3 separate regions of the Macaca mulatta genome follow, and regions 1 and 2 are each linked to region 3. Evidence: chromatin contacts called from public Hi-C data. All regions are on one chromosome and are shown on one strand. The core of a region is the stretch at or near the end of the contact, and the rest is flanking DNA. Distances in the headings are between cores, read along the strand shown.

The links. A called contact is a pair of places that touch in the nucleus more often than the background predicts.
Region 1: a Hi-C map of fetal cortical plate shows a contact between it and region 3, with 2.1 times the contacts expected there. The contact joins the promoter of SLIRP here to the promoter of VIPAS39 in region 3. A contact is called at or near these places in 2 of 14 Hi-C or Micro-C datasets (fetal cortex germinal zone and fetal cortical plate).
Region 2: a contact with region 3 is called in a Hi-C map of blood, with 8 times the contacts expected there. The contact joins the promoter of GSTZ1 here to the promoter of VIPAS39 in region 3. A contact is called at or near these places in 4 of 14 Hi-C or Micro-C datasets (blood, cortical neurons, fetal cortical plate and 1 more).

The regions. Positions count from the first base shown.
Region 1 is chr7:150,928,426-150,931,125 of T2T-MMU8v2.0, reverse strand. SLIRP (SRA stem-loop interacting RNA binding protein) reads right to left here and starts at 1,431. Exons shown (of 4, transcript XM_015144260.3): 1 at 1,326-1,431. The coding sequence starts at 1,422. ALKBH1 (alkB homolog 1, histone H2A dioxygenase) reads left to right here. Exons shown (of 7, transcript XM_077941561.1): 2 at 1,520-1,712. The coding sequence starts at 1,530.
Region 2 is chr7:150,531,091-150,533,790 of T2T-MMU8v2.0, reverse strand. GSTZ1 (glutathione S-transferase zeta 1) reads right to left here and starts at 1,316. Exons shown (of 10, transcript XM_077941563.1): 1 at 1,180-1,316. POMT2 (protein O-mannosyltransferase 2) reads left to right here and starts at 1,569. Exons shown (of 21, transcript NM_001260626.1): 1 at 1,569-1,911. The coding sequence starts at 1,664.
Region 3 is chr7:150,676,343-150,679,042 of T2T-MMU8v2.0, reverse strand. VIPAS39 (VPS33B interacting protein, apical-basolateral polarity regulator, spe-39 homolog) reads left to right here and starts at 1,419. Exons shown (of 20, transcript NM_001260519.2): 1 at 1,419-1,470. AHSA1 (activator of HSP90 ATPase activity 1) reads right to left here and starts at 918. Exons shown (of 9, transcript NM_001266884.1): 1 at 696-918. The coding sequence starts at 775.

The DNA.
Region 1 (2,700 bases), core at 182-2,681, 250 kb before region 3:
TCTTTTTAAGGGTTTTAAACTCGCCCTTTATTGTCTGGAAACTTGCATCCTCAAGATGCTAATGAAACTCCTCAGCCTTTCCATAAAGTTTCACAGGGCCTACGGGAGACTTTACTGGGCTTGGTCTTCACCAAGCACATGTTTAAAAGATGGGGCACAAACCAACCTATTTCCCATTCTACTACTCACGTCTGAGCCACAAAAACTAAAAAGAAACTAAATCTTGCTCCATTTTGTTTAAAGGGGCTGACCTGAAACATGAATACAAAAAAAGTGACCACGAATGTTTATATGTTGGTAAGCAAATATAAAAACCTCATCTCAAAACTGCAACTGACAAAAATTGAAGGTGGTGAAAGATTTCAGAACTAATTATTCCAACCTTTATCTCAAGACTAGGCCTCTCCTGTAAGTTTCAATTTTAGTTATCGTGAAAATAACTATCATTTGCTGAGTACTTACACTGTATCTAACGCATGTCTAAGAAGTTTGCATATAAACTCAATCCTCTCAACAATCCTATGAGCTGGGTATTATTGACTACATTTTATCAATGAGTAAACTGAGGCCCAGTTGTGAGTCATTTTCCCATACTAACTTCAGTTATTCAGGTGATACAACGATTAAATGGCCAAGCTGGAATTCTAACCTCAACGGTCTAGTTTCGGAGTCCACTTCTCAGCCACAATGATATACAACTTCTGTTCAATTGCCTGACAGAAACTTCACAAGTTTCTCAAACTCAACACATTCAAACTTTACTCACCTTCTCTTGGCCTGCTCCTAGCTTCTAAACGAGCAATTCACCAATGCTAAAAACCCAGAAATCATTCCTCCCTTTCCTTTATTCCGTACACTTTCCCATTTAAGCCATCACGAAACGGCATCTAATTTGCTTTTAAAACGTGACTGGATCTGACCACCATCCTTCTACCATCGCCCTAATTCAGGTCCTCACCTTTTAAGTAAATTAATGATACTGCTTTTTAGCTCCTCTCCAAGCCTACAATCTTGCCACCTTGAATCCATCCTCCACACTACAGTCAAAATTATCCCTTCTAAATTGTAAATCTTGGTTACCAAGTAATAAATCTTTACACCAAATCACTCCTAAAGGCAAGAGCTGGTGCATTCGTGACCCCAAAAGCTCAAAGGCCATCCCTAAACGGTTAACTGCAAACAAAATTTCTTTCTGCTCACTTGCATGCTCAGGAGCAGTCTCCTAATTCAGTCACCACGCTGACTTAAGTACCCTGCAAAAAGCAGAAGCTTTGAGGATCGCTTGGACCTAAAAATTCCGCTACTCCCACATCTCCATCACTCACTCGACGCCGCAGTCCAAGGAATTTTTCTCACAAAAGCAACCGGCCGATCGATATTTCTACGCAGCGCCACAGCACCTCTCGCTGCTGAGGCCGCCATCTTTAGACTAAAGGACCTCCTTGAAGCGAGGCCGCGGCCCGGGAAAAAATTTCCGGATCCGGAACACGAGAAAATCTGCTTCCGGATCAGAGAGTACAGGCCGCGAGATGGGGAAGATGGCAGCGGCCGTGGGCTCTGTAGCGACTCTGGCGACTGAGCCCGGGGAGGATGCCTTTCGGAAACTTTTCCGCTTCTACCGTCAGAGCCGGCCCGGGACCGCAGACCTGGAAGGGGTCATCGACTTCTCGGCGGCCCATGAAGCCCGTGGCACGGGTCCTGGTGCCCAAAAGGTAGAGAGAGAGGAGCGGCACGCGTCTCTCCATCGCTTTGCGCCGCTTCTTGGAGGGACTTCCGTGTCTTCCTCGCTTCTTTTCACCTCCAGACCGGTTGTTGTTGAACGATTCCTGTCCTCCTTTGGCAGCAGAGTCGAACTCCCCACTGTCACACTAGCAATAACGCGTTGAGATGCTCGTTTCTTTAGGCGGGCATTCCTGGCAGGGGGGACTCGGTCAGAAGAGCCTGGTAATCCGTGTTTATTTCTCACTGTAACTGTCTCCTCACATTTCTGTTTGGGTTTTTGTAAAACCCCATAGAAAGTCTTCGTAGACGGTAGGGTAGCGTTCTGCAGCTTGAAAAAATGACTCCCGAGGAATCCCAGAACTGACAGATGCGGCGCTGTTTGTTAAGCCGCTGTGGGTAAAACTAGTCCCTCTCTTCTTCTCTGAGCCTTTTAGAAGGAGGTCATTGAAGGATTCTGATAATCCCTCCGTGTTGAAAATAAATGGCAAACAAGTATATATGGAATACAGGCATCGTTATTTCTCTCTACTTTTCCCCCATGGAGATTAAGAAAGGGAACACAGGCCGGGAGCGGTGTCTCATGCCTGTAATCCCAGCACTTTGGAGGCTATGGCGGGTGGATCGCTTGAACCCAGGGGTTCGAGACCAGCCTGGGCATGGCAAAACCCCGGCTCCACCAAAAATACAAAAAATTAGGCAGTCTCCTAACCTGGTCTCAAGTAAATAGATTTTTTTAAAAAAAATTTTTTAAGGGAACATAATGGACAAGAGGGAAAACTGGGAACCAAAACTGTAGTTCAGTATACATTTTCTTTCTTTACAATCCACTTTAACGTTGAGGATATGCAGCCCCTTAATTTGCTCTTGGTGTTGTCCACAGATGTCTAGATGAGGCATCCTTTCCAAGCTTCCTAACAGCTCTGATAAAATTGGGATGCTACAGTATTAAGTATTAATGATTGCATACTTGAGCTCAGC
Region 2 (2,700 bases), core at 67-2,566, 150 kb after region 3:
GCTTTCTCTTACCAGTGATACCTATGCAAACCATCCCCCGTTCCTTTCTGCACTTGTAGAACTAAATTTTAAGCCCAAGTATCCATCTCATCAGCACTCCTGGAAGACTTCTGTTTCCAATTCAAATATGCATTCTGATTACTTTAGCAGATTTTATTTTTAAACCATGTCTTACACATGATTTGAGAAAAAGACTCCTAAAATCCCATTTGGAAGAGGGAGGACTATACCTTATTAACGTGACACAAAGTCCCATCTAACGTGCCACCTTCCTTAGTGCCATAAAAGTGGTTCTCAAACTTTACGGCGCGTTAAGACCCATCAGGACCGCTTACAAAAACATGCAGATTCTTGGGCCCGTTCCACCAGAGATGAAGAGTGGCTTTGGAGCGGCCCCCGGGGAAGAACATGTGAAAGCCGTGAAGCTCCCCAGGTGATTGTCATGACTGCCTCTCCTCGCTCGGGGACTTTTTTTTTTTTTTTGAGACGGAGTCTCGCTCTGTTGCCCAGGCTGGAGTGCACTGGCCGATCTTGGCTCATTGTAAGCTCCGCCTCCCGGGTTCACGCCATTCTCCTGCATCAGCCTCCCGAGTAGCTGGTACTACAGCCGCCCGCCACCATGCCCGACTAATTTTTGTATTTTTAGTAGAGACGGGGGTTTCACCGTGTTAGCCAGGGTGGTCTCGATCTCCTGGCCTTGTGATCCGCACGCCTCGGCCTCCCAAAGTGCTGGGATTACAGGCGTGAGCCACCGCGCCCTGCCCAGGGACTCTTACAATACAAACATTACTGGAAGGCCATCTCCTGCTAGGGCCAAGAGAGGAGCATGAAGGGCTGCGAGAAACTGGGAAGCTTGGGGCGACGTTTGGAAGCCCTAGTGGAGGGGTCTGTTAAGGGGAGCAGGGAGGGCGGGGCAGAAATGAAGCGCGTCCGGACAGCGACTCCACCTGGCTACGAACTCCCCACCAGGACCGCCTCCTCCCCCAGCCCAACCCTCCGGGGAATTCGAGACCCAGCGGGCAGCGTGCAGCACGCAGGCGCAGAGCGTGCCCGGCGCAACGCACGGCACGCCGGGAGTCTTTGTCTGCTGGGCGGGCGGAGCAGCTCACCTCTGACCCCGACCCCCAGGGTCTCCAAGTGTCTAACCAGTTTCCCTCCACCCGGGTGCGCGGCACAGACCTTCCCCGCCTGCATGTGGCACTTCGCGCGACCCCTCCTCTAGGCCGAGAAACTTCGCGCCTGGGACTCGCCAGTGAAACTCGACGAGTCAGGCCCGTAGCTTTCGTCCGGGTAAAGCGAGGGTCTGGATGGACTACAATGATCCTTCCGGTCGCCTCTGGCACGCCCAGCCCTCCTGCCACGCCCCGTACCCGGGGGCTGCTGGGAGTTGCAGTTCCCTGAGCCCGACCCCTCCTGCACAGTCCCCCCTCGGGCCGGCCGGCCCTCCCGGTCCCGACATGCTCTGCGCCTCCTGCCGCCTCCTAGCGGCCCGGGCCGCCACCACGCTGCCCGCCCCGCCCCGAGCCCGGGGCCCCGCACTCCGCTGCCGTGGAAGGGAGTTGCATTTCCCGGGGTACCCCGAGCTGCCCTCCTGTGACTCCCTGGCGGGGCGGCTGGTCAGAGTGTGCCTCTGGGCCGGTGGGCGAGCCGGAGGAGGGGGAAGATGCCGCCGGCCACGGGCGGAGGCCTGGCGGAGTCCGAACTGCGTCCCCGGAGGGGCCGCTGTGGGCCCCAGGCTGCTAGGGCCGCAGGCCGGGACGTGGCCACCGAGGCTGCGGCGCGAAGCCCCAAACGGCCTGCCCGGGGCTCACAGCGCTTCGAGGCGGCCGGCCGGTGGGCCCTGCTGGCCTTGGTGACGCTGCTGTCCTTCGCCACCCGTTTCCACCGCCTGGCCGAGCCGCGGCACATCTGGTGAGTGATGGGAGGGACTCGGTGGCCACCATGGCAACCGCGAGGGGACGCCGCCCTCTGATTGGCCCGAGGGTACGGAGGAGGCGGGATCTACAGGAGGAGGGGCGGGGCCGTGGTGGAGGGGAACTTGAGGTACCGGGTGGGTTGGCCTCTGGCGAGGTGCATTCTCTGGGAGGGGGATCGTTTTGCTCTGGTAGTGGGGCAATGGGATTGTTAGGATCTGAGGAAGCAGCCCTCATGTCTTCCGCGTTATGTTACAGTGCATCACCTGGCTTGCAAATTGTGGCTTTTAAAGGTGCTTTCAACTTTCCAAAGAGAATTGCAAATTCTTGGGTACAGAATTTTCTAAGGCCTGAGTTCCGATATCTGCAGGATTTTCAGGCATCAACAGAGGGGAAAATACCTAACTGTACCTTTATCTTATAGGGCAAGGACAGTTTGGGTGTTCAGGTATGGTGACAAAAGGATTTTAAGAGGCAGAACTCTTCCTGTGAGAAGAGATTTATTTTCTTAAAGGTTTAAGCTTGTACTATCCAGATACTGGGTGTCAGAAATGGAACTCTTTTTTTCTTTTTCTTTTTTTTTTTTTTTGAGACGGAGTCTTGCTCTGTCGGCCAGGCTGGAGTACAGTGGCGCGATCTCGGCTCACTGCAAGCTCTGCCTCCCGAGTTCATGCCATTCTCCTGCCTCAGCCTCCAGAGTAGCTGGGACTACAGGCGCCCACCACCACGCCCGGCTATTTTTTTCTGTATTTTTAGTAGAGACGGGTTTCACCGTGTTAGCCAGGAT
Region 3 (2,700 bases), core at 170-2,669:
AGCTGCAACAAAGTAACGGTACAATACAAACATTATGAACAGAATTCAGTGGAATTCAAAAGTAAGGAAACATTACTTTGGGAAGATTTCATGAAGCGGGGCAGTATTTTAAGAACGGACAGGTTATAAAACCACGGCTGCTCGGCAACCTGGAGTTCCAACACACCTGACCTGACAGTTCCGGGTGAGAGGCCGCAGCTATCTGAGCTCTGAGCACCTGCACAACACGTTCTCAATCTCCCGCGGGACTGCTGCAGCGGTCCCCTATGAATGACTTTTAATTTTACTGCAAGCCGCAAAACAGGAATTACAGACCCCTGGCCTTAGGCCTTTCACAGCTGTCTCCCAACACAATCAAAAGAGGTTCCAGTCTCAGTGACTCCTCTGGCCACGTGTAGTAAGCACCTCTCTGCTCGGGCTGGATGCAGCAGCCAGGGCGTTATCTCCCAGTCTCTCTGACAACCCTCCTCTGGGGCGCTGCCCTCCACGTCCATCTCCCTCCCCTCAAGCACTGAGAAGGTGGCCGGGGAGTGGAGAGGCCTGGGGCTACGGACCCCTGCCACAGGAAGGACCCGCCCCCATCTCCGGACAGGGTTACTTCAGCCCCAGCTCTGTCCGGTCCGAGGTTCCAGGAACCCTGGAACCCTGGCCCGGCCGCAGGTCTCCCAAGGCCGGCCTGCTTTGCTGGCCCTCACCAGTGCCAGTTGTTGACGTTGGTGGCGTCCGCCCGCTCCTCCACGATCCAGCGTGGGTCTCCCTCACCCCACTTGGCCATCGGCTCTCCTATCGCGGCGCCACCAGCTCCGGAGCTGCCGCAGCCACAGCCTCAGGACCGCTTAGTGCCAGCCGCCCGGCAGCGCCTGGAAACTACTAGAAGCGGCCGCAAGCACCTCCTGGCTTGCTTTTCCCTCCACCCCCTCCCCTTCTTAACTTCCGGCTCCTCCCCACTTCCACCGGCTACTTCCGTCCCAACTCGCCGCACCGTGGGTTCCATCTGATTTAGTGTTCCTTCGGACTCCCTCAGGTTCTCCCAAAAAAGGGTCCCGAAACCCAACTGCTCATACAACCATTCCTCACCCATAGGAAAACAAAGAACACGTCTCATTGTTTCCCTGGACCCTAAATCGGCCTTGCTGAGCCTCATGGGACTTGTAGTCTTCTTACGTGACCCGCTGCATAACCGCGGAAGGTCGCCCTGAAGGGAGAGGAAATGACCTAGCACAGTTCGTGGGGTTTCTGGGGGCTGTAGTCAAGAAGCCTTGTGGTTCATCGGGACGGCGCCTGACAGCAGAGGCAGAAGAAACTACAACTTCCAGCATGCCCTGCGGCCTCTTTATTCGCGTTTTCTCCCCGCCCCGCGATTATTCCTTTCTGCCCCCTTCTCTAAGCTGCACAGCCTGAAAAGAGAGGCTGTTCCAGCGGCGGCGGAGGCTGACGCAGTCCTGAGAGGGAGGGCTCTGTGCGTAAGAGGTGAGGGTGTCCCAAGCCCCTTGGGTCGCTTATCTGGCTGAGTCCAGCCTCTCCGCATCTTGATCTTTTCCCCTCTTCTAGGAGGCATCCCTACATCCTACGACCACAGGCCTGATTCTCTTCTTTCAGTCAGGGCGACCCTTGGGCGCTGGAGTACGCTTGGGAATGGGGCTGCGAGTAAGCACCAACGATTGGTTCGGAAGCGGACATTTGGTTCAGAAAGAGCATTTAACTCTGCCAGGGATCCGCTGGGCTCTGACGACTGCGGTAGATCCATGGCTTCCTGGACGTTCACCCGTAGAGTCATCCTAGCTTAACTCATGTTCCCTGGTCTCAGTTCACAAGCCTCACCTGTATCTTCCTGGCTCGGAAGATAATTGAAACCAAGTCTGACTTTCTCAGAAGCTGGTTTTTGGAGTTTTCTGAGGCAGGGAGGATGTTGTGGTTTTCTTGCTGATCCTTCTGTTTTCTTTTGTAAAGTTCCTGTTCTCCCCTGAGATCCCTCACCCTGCCTTGTGGTCTGTCAGTAAACAGGAGACGACAAAGATAAACCTCTGAAGTGTTTTAAATCATGTTGAAGCACCTGTCACTCTTAAGATTGTACCTGATTACTTATAACTCTGGAGCTATTAGATCATTATCTATACTTGTCAAGTAAACCTAGCTTCTCATTTGGCGTTATAAATACAAATTGATGGCAGGTGTCTACTGCCATTGCATGGTTTAAAAGATTTCCAGAAATCCTCTGGCAGGTTATTGTGTTTGTTAGACATATTCTATGTCTATTTGTAGATAACTACTATAGTGAAGGAATGATCTCTAGTTTTCCAGAGAGTGAAAAATAGATAGAAGGACCATGCAGGACACTAGAAATGGTCTAGAAGCCAGAAAGCCTGGATTGTAATTTGAAATAGCACGTAACAAGGTGGCTTTGATACTGAACTCTTTTGTGCCTCCCTTTCCCCGTGAGTAACATGGAAATGGAATTTCCCAGGCCTACCTTACAAGATTGTTCTGAGGATCAAATGAATGACAGATTTATGAACTGACATGTGTGCCAGAGACATTTATATGTTCTGTGCACATCTTCAGCATTTGTGGCCACTCAGAATTTTTGTATTTTTTTTAATTTTTAGGATTGCTAAAAAATATTTTCTTTTTTAGCTTTTCCCAAGGTACTATGATGATGTATTAATAATAAAAGTTACTACTGAGTGTTAATTTTGGGTC